Linked DNA regions of Mus musculus: region 2 is linked to region 1. The links are chromatin contacts, called in public HiChIP or PLAC-seq maps. All regions are on one chromosome and are shown on one strand. The core of a region is the stretch at or near the end of the contact, and the rest is flanking DNA. Distances in the headings are between cores, read along the strand shown. Region 1 has its middle 42 kb from the start of Gm25214. Region 2 has its middle 8.8 kb from the start of Zfp217.

What was found. HiChIP or PLAC-seq counts read pairs in DNA pulled down with a chosen protein or histone mark.
Region 2: a contact with region 1 is called in an H3K27ac HiChIP or PLAC-seq map of embryonic stem cells, with 3 times the contacts expected there. The contact joins two enhancer-like sites. A contact is called at or near these places in 3 of 39 promoter capture datasets (cranial neural crest, hippocampal neurons and stem cell-derived epiblast-like cells) and 2 of 115 datasets of contacts at active chromatin or transcription factors (embryonic stem cells and extraembryonic endoderm stem cells).

What each region holds. Positions count from the first base shown.
Region 1 is chr2:168,838,223-168,841,553 of GRCm38.p6, forward strand. No RefSeq gene overlaps it. Among named protein-coding and RNA genes, the nearest start is that of Gm25214, 42 kb to the right of the region's middle. Within about 2 kb of position 1,804, at least 43 of the 459 cell types and tissues checked have an H3K27ac peak or open chromatin away from gene starts, as enhancers often do. A contact at or near this core is called in embryonic stem cells and stem cell-derived epiblast-like cells, where this site is marked.
Region 2 is chr2:170,138,205-170,141,804 of GRCm38.p6, forward strand. It overlaps a transcript of Zfp217 not described here. Among named protein-coding and RNA genes, the nearest start is that of Zfp217, 8.8 kb to the left of the region's middle. Within about 2 kb of position 1,582, at least 59 of the 459 cell types and tissues checked have an H3K27ac peak or open chromatin away from gene starts, as enhancers often do. A contact at or near this core is called in embryonic stem cells and stem cell-derived epiblast-like cells, where this site is marked.

The DNA.
Region 1 (3,331 bases), core at 554-3,053:
CTGAAAGTCTGTTCTCTCCTTCCACCATGTGGGTCTGGAGAATCAGACACAGGTCATTAGGTTTAGCAGCCAGCGCCTTTATCCACTGAACCATCCCACCATCCCCCACAAAGTGTTTGATTTTGGCATTTGTGCATTTAAAATGCTGTAAAAGGGGCTAAGTAGCACACCACAACCTCGCTTTAGATTGGGGCGGGGCTAGGAAAGGCTGTGAGAACAGCCTTGGGCTCTGTATGTGTCTTCTGCTATTAAATATATTAAATGTATTTTCAAAGCTAGAGGAAGCAAGTGCAGGTTGGTGGGCGTTGAAATTCAATATTTTCCATACAAATGCATATCACTCTTCAAAAAAAAAAAAAGAAGGTAATTTTAGGCTTTCAAAATCCGTTCTTCGGGGCATAGCTACTGGTCCATTTGGGGCGCATTCATTTCCCCCAGTGTAAACCCAGCGGCACGTAGATGCCTGCATAGGGGAAGATGCGCTGTTGTTACACTAGACCCTTTTCAGCTTTAAAACGTGGACCTTCACCAAAAACTCTGACCTCCGTTCCCCCCTCCCATCCCGAGGCAGAGTGGGGACGAGGCATTGAATTACCAGCTTGTCACTGACGCCACGGGCTCTCTCAGTCCTTTGAACAGGAGCTGGGCTTAAGAAGAAAGTTTTTCTTAATAAGTAGCTGCTCCCGCTTTGATATGCACATCTGGATGCGAGGTCTTATCTGCAGCCAGCTAAGACTGCTTCCTGTGGGTAAATGATAAAAGAACAGCTCAAAATAACAAAAACGGAATAAAATGTGCCAGATGCCTCCGAAAAGCCGGACAATGTGAAGAAAGCAACTACTGACAATTGAAGCAATCATTTTAGAGGCCTACTGGCTCAAGATTTTTTTTTAAGGGATTAGGAAGAAGAGAAAGGGGGGGGGTGCCAACCTCGGCTGACAGGCATGGCTGTATTCTGTTGGAAATGAAGGGGGGGGGGGATAACGTGAAGCATGCTATCAATCACGTTGGGGGTTAATTTTGCTTCTGTCCTGGCCTGTTTCTGAAGCTTAAAAAAAAGAAAAAAGAAAAAAAAACTTCCCTTTTCTTTGTTGCTCTCTGTTTAAGCACAGTTAACTCTGAGGCCCCTAATCAATGATTCTGATTCACAAATTCTTTCAGGAATGACAAAGGATTTCACACAGACCGAAACCACCAAGAAGAGTGACCCTCTGGTGGGGCCAACTTCCACTTTCTCTCCGTTTGGTTTTAAAGAATAAGTTTTTCTTTACTCCGATTCCTTCCATAACGTTTTTTTTTTTCTTTTTTCTTGATTTCTTCACCATCTTTGTTAGAAAGATTCTTATGAAAACCTTATGATTATCTCAGCTTGGGGAAATTTTGAAGGAGCTTCGGTCCCCTCCTCCATGTGGACTGGTCTGATGTTTTCGGAGTTAGGGTGGAAGGGCAGGACTGTCTTAGATGACACACAAAATATGAGTCTAGCTCTCTTCTGTTCATTTCAAAGCTTGCTTTGTAAACACACGCTGGGGGCTTCAGTTACTCTGTGGCTGATTGTAACTGATACGTTAATAAGCAAATGAAACTTAGGGCTTTACACACATCACTCCTTAGAGAGGAAACTGAGGACGGGGTGGGGGAGGGGACCGGGAGGGCAGGCTGCCCCCCGCCCCCCAGCCTAACCAGATAACGCCTGCATGGATTCCACATTAACATACAGCAGGCATGGGAAAATGATAGACTCCTACACCACTGTCATAGCAACTGAAAAAATGGCTGCTTTAGAGGGGAGGGGGGAAGAGGGCCACAGGGAAAGAAAAGCCAAGGCCCGTCTCTTTTTTTCTGTTTGACATCTGTTGTTTAACATACAAAATTGTATTACCGTGATGAAGCCGCCGCCGCCGCCCGGCTGAAGCCTCGCCTAAGAGGGAAGAGAGTGTAGCCCCAGTTCTGAAGTAAGAGTGAGTCCCCGACATTTCCACCTAGAGCTCCCCCGCCCCCCAACATTCCAGGTGTGAAAAGCTTGGCGGGTGTAGGGAGCAGGGCAGGGAGGGGCCAGTAAGGCACACGCCGAGTCCCATCGGCCACCTTCATTTCTCCTCTTTAAAACAGATTTTGGATTTTTCTAAAATGCACATTTGAGAGGGCTTGTTGTCACCCACACAGCAAATCCCGAGAATACAGCTACGGTTTGTAAACACAGGTGCGGCCCAGGGTTTAAAATGCTTATTGCAGGACGGGAAGGGCTTGCCCCTCCCCCACAGATCCCAGGACCTTGCACCCATGAGGGACTCCAGCCGGAGAGGTGGCTTTTATTTCCTTCCTTCTGTGGCTCCTTCCCAAATTTGTATAAAGTGGCCACTCACATAGCAACGAAATGTTCCAAATGGGACTGGAAACTGATATTTGGGACTCCCAGTATTGATATAAAACTTTCATATCGCCCCAACCGTATTACCTGGAGGAGATTCCTTCTTTGCCGCATATATTAATGTATATTATATGTTTTTATATATTAATATATAATGTATATATTTCTTTTTCTTAACAATAAGTGACATGGGCTGGCCAGATGGCTCAGTGGGTAAATGTTCCTGTTGCCAAGGCTGATGTCTCCAGTTCGATTCCAGAAACCCACTCAAAGTGGAAGAAGAGAACTTACTTCCAAAAGCTGTCCCCTGACCTCCGAGTGTGCATGCACGCACGAATGCACACAGTCTCTCTAAATAAACGCATATATTAAAAAAAATAGAATTTTAAATGCAGCAATTCTTAATCGCAAGTGGGGGCTTACAAGGGTAAACAGCTCGCAGCAGGGGCTCAGAAACAGCTGTGGAAGATTGCTTGCATCTTCACAGCCAAGCTGAGGCTTTCCAGGAAGGCTGAGATTAAACCCCTTGATAGGGAAAGATCAGATAAGTCCAAACAAAGACCATTTATATAATTGCCATCGGTCACCAGCTAAGTTAGCATTTTAAGGTGGGGAAGAAGGAAAGAAAAAAAAGAAAGAAAGAAAGAAAGAAAGAAAGAAAAAGAAATACCCCAAGCCAGGGCCATCAGTTAGTGACCTCAATCTGTAATAACGGGGTCCTGACAAAGGCAGACTTGGGAGGGGAACGCAGAAGCCTACGAAATCGGAAGGTCGGAATGGAATTGTTTGTTTTTCCAAATTGTCGAGTAAAGTTACAAGAAGCCACCTGGGTAAAGCCACAGCCTGAATCTGAATCCGCAGATAAAGCATACAGGGGCTGCAGGGTGTCGCCAGTAGATTGGAGACTGGAAGGAGGAATTTACTTGTGGGGAGGGAAGGAGACCAAAGGACATTAGAGGA
Region 2 (3,600 bases), core at 332-2,831, 1.3 Mb after region 1:
AACATGTAATACATGGTGAGTCCCCAAGAGAAAGAGACGTAATAGAACTAGACAAAAAAAGCTTTAATGCTTTAATATGGATTTATTATTTATTAATCTTTTCTCAGCTGTGGAATTTATTTATTAGGGTAATAATGTAATTTTCTTGGAGTAAAAGAATCTTGCTTAGTTAGACAGACGAGGCTGGCCTATCACTTCTCCTAGGGCTGGACTCTGCTCAGGCCCTCCTGACTGCCTCCCACGAGCTGGATTAAAGGCATGTATCATGCCCTGTTGAAAACACATTTGACACCCTATTTCCTGGATGTTCGGCCGCAAAGAGCTCTGGAACACCACCTTCCCTTCTTCCACTCTGTCTCATCAATACTACACTTGGTCACCAAGAAGTCACGACTCCCGCCATGCCCTTGAGTGCAGCTGCTGATGCCTCTGTTCCAAGACAGAGAACAATGTATAAAAGGTTTAAAAGTGGCAGGAAAGATCATAAAAATCAGGGTCCTGACCAGGACTCTCTCCACAGAGCAGAAGGCAATAAATGTTTCTAAAATGTACATAACTCAGCCAGGAAGGAGGCCCGTGCCAGTCATTGGGCCTGTCGATGTGGGAGGCAGAGCCAGGAGGAACAGCACAAGTTGAAGACCGTCTTGGTCTACAGAGGGTGTTCTCAAAAACACAACACAACACAAAACAAAACAAGCACAACAGCAAAGAAAAGCACTTGCTGCCAAACTAGACTGGACAGAAGGAGTTAAATCCCCAGGACTTAGAAAGGTGGTCCTGTGACCTCCATGTGCATGCCATGGCACAAATGTGGGCTAGTACACACTCTCTCTCTAAAGAAATTAAAAAACAAAAAAACAAAAAAACAATAAATAAGTACCCCTGACTGGCATGATGTCGCTCACCTGCTATCCCAGCACTTGGAGGATAGAGGGAGAAAGATCAAGAGTTCAAAAAAGCCCCGACTCCCTGATGCCCTACCTCAATAAATCAGTCTCCCAGAGCCTGTATTGCAAGCAGGACTGTAATCTCAGTGCATGCTCAGGTGCCTGAGACAGGATGCCAAATTTGAAACCCACCTTAGCTGAGCTACCGAGGGGGGGTGGGGGTGGAGTGTTGAAGGCCAGCCCTGGCTACACAGAAACAACAAAAGCTGGTAACCCAATCCTATAATGCCAGCACAGAGAGTGAGCTGGAAGCAGGAGTCTAGTGTTTAAGTCTAGCCTCAGCTACACAGGAACTTCAAGAGCAACCTGAGCTATATTCAATCCTGTCTCAAAGAAAACATAAAAATCCCAAGTCAGGTACCAACTTTCCTCTATACTTCCTTCAAGCTTCCCCTCAAAGGTGCTGAGTAACCTACTGTCCTCCCAGGCCACACCTCTACCCAAGCCCCTCCCCTTATCCCATCATTCTTGATTCCTCTCTCTGTGTCACCTCCAGACCCTTCCTCCTTCCAGCCACACAATAACCATAGAGCTTCTGTCCTATATGAAAAGCTTCTTTTTCACCAGAACATGACTCAGTCATTCTCTGGACACCAGGATGCAAAGCTATACTGTGGCCTCGGCCAACCCTCCAGCCTGATTCACTTAGTAAATATTTACAGTCCATTTCTAACTCTGAAGCAACTAAACCGGGTAGTAATTACAGAGCGAGGCTGAGACCGGCCGAGAACGCTGCCCTCCCGAAGCTTCCATTTTAACAGAAGCAGATGTTCATCACATTTAAACACAAGGAAGCACAGCTGCATACAGATGTGGTATCTCCCTGGCAGTGTGAGAGAGGCAAACGCAAGGTCGTCCAAAGCTTCACTGAAACAGGGGAAATCTTAAAACTTTGAACAGCCAAATTGCACAATATAAGTAGCGGTTTACATTAACAACATACGAGTCTAGGATCCCATGCAGTTGGATCACTGAGATTATTAACACAATAATCTAAGTCTGCCAAGTTCGCTTACAGAAAGCTTTACGTACGTAAAGATGTAAAACAGGTACCCCCCTTCTAAAATAAAAGAAAACCACACAAGACCACAGACGTACCCTTAAGAATGCTGAAAATCAGGAAAGACCACCCCCCACAACAAAAGTTACTCAGTCTTGAACAGAAAGAGAAAAAAAAAAATCAGAACATTTTTGTGGTAAAAGTTTTCAACTTTCTTATATAATTTAGATAAGTAAGATAGATTTCTCTGTGTAATTAAAAATTAGTGGCCTGTAAATATATAACGAAGCAAAACACACACACAAAAAGCCAATACTCTTTCCTGGAAATGTAGCATCTGAAAAATTAAACTCAGAACAGAATACAAATAAAAATCACGTGAGCTGGGGCACACCCATCATGCCTGAATCTGAGGCGGAGGTCACAGGATCAGAAATCCAAGGTCATCCTAGGCTATAGAAAGGCTCTCCTTATGCAGCCATGACTAGCTTGAAACTCAAAGAGATCCACCTGCCTCTGCCTCTCTAGTGCTAGGAATAAAGATGTGTACCACCACACCTGTCCTTAAATATTTATATTAAGTAAAGAGAGCCTGCATACGTGGAGGAAAATCCGGGGATAAACTTACATAATTAAAGATCTACATATTGAGATCCTTCCACCCACAATATGAAGAAAACAGATGCCCCCTTCAAGGACCTCCTATTCAGGGACAAGATGTCATTCTAGACTTAGGGACCAAATAATCAAGGAACAAGAAGACCAGCCTAACATGGAAACCAGTTGAAAATTGACCTAAGGCAAAGTGTATCACCTGCCGGGAGCCTTCTGTAACCTTCTGGCCATGGTTACAGTAGAATAACAAGTGGCCCAGTTATTAAGTGAACCATTTCCTCAGACAGTAACATAGACCATCTCTATCTGCTGCAGATACTCAGATATGGAAGTATGTCCAATTTTCAGATCCCATTTACAACATCTACAAGGTTAACTGGTTCACACCTTTAATCCCAGCAGCAGAGGCGGGCATCTCTCTGAGTCCCAGGCCAAAAAGAAAAACTAAAAAGGAAAAAACAAAAAACAAAAAAACATGAACTGGGGCCATGGTCTATGCCAGTGTGAACTCCACATGGTGACTTGGGGACACTTGAAATCCCAGATGGCCAAGAGACTGTGACTGGGGGATGGACAGTTTCTCCATTGCCTGGGCTACACAACTAGTTCTCTGATTAACTCATGTATGTAAATCCTCTTACAGCCAAGGAAGGCAGCACACACCTGTAATTCCAGCACTTGGGAAGTAGAGGCAGGAAGTTTAGGAGTTCATGGCCACCCTCGGCTACATAGCAAGTGAATGCCATTAAACTTTGTCTTAAAATAAGTATTCACCTCGGAACCTCTACCACACTGGGAGTCCTTTCTCTGATTTCCTTAATAAAGTCTATGTTCCCTCTGCTTTAAAAAAAAAAAAAAAAAAAAAAAAAAAAGGGTAAGCCAAGTATCCCATTAATGCCTATAGTTCTAACAGGACTAGGAATGCTGAGTCAGGAGGATAGATAGTTCAATGCAAATCTGAGCAAGATGAGACCTGGTCTCAAATATAAATGAATAAATAAATAAGTAAATAACCTTGTGCAGAAAACTAAAGTAGGC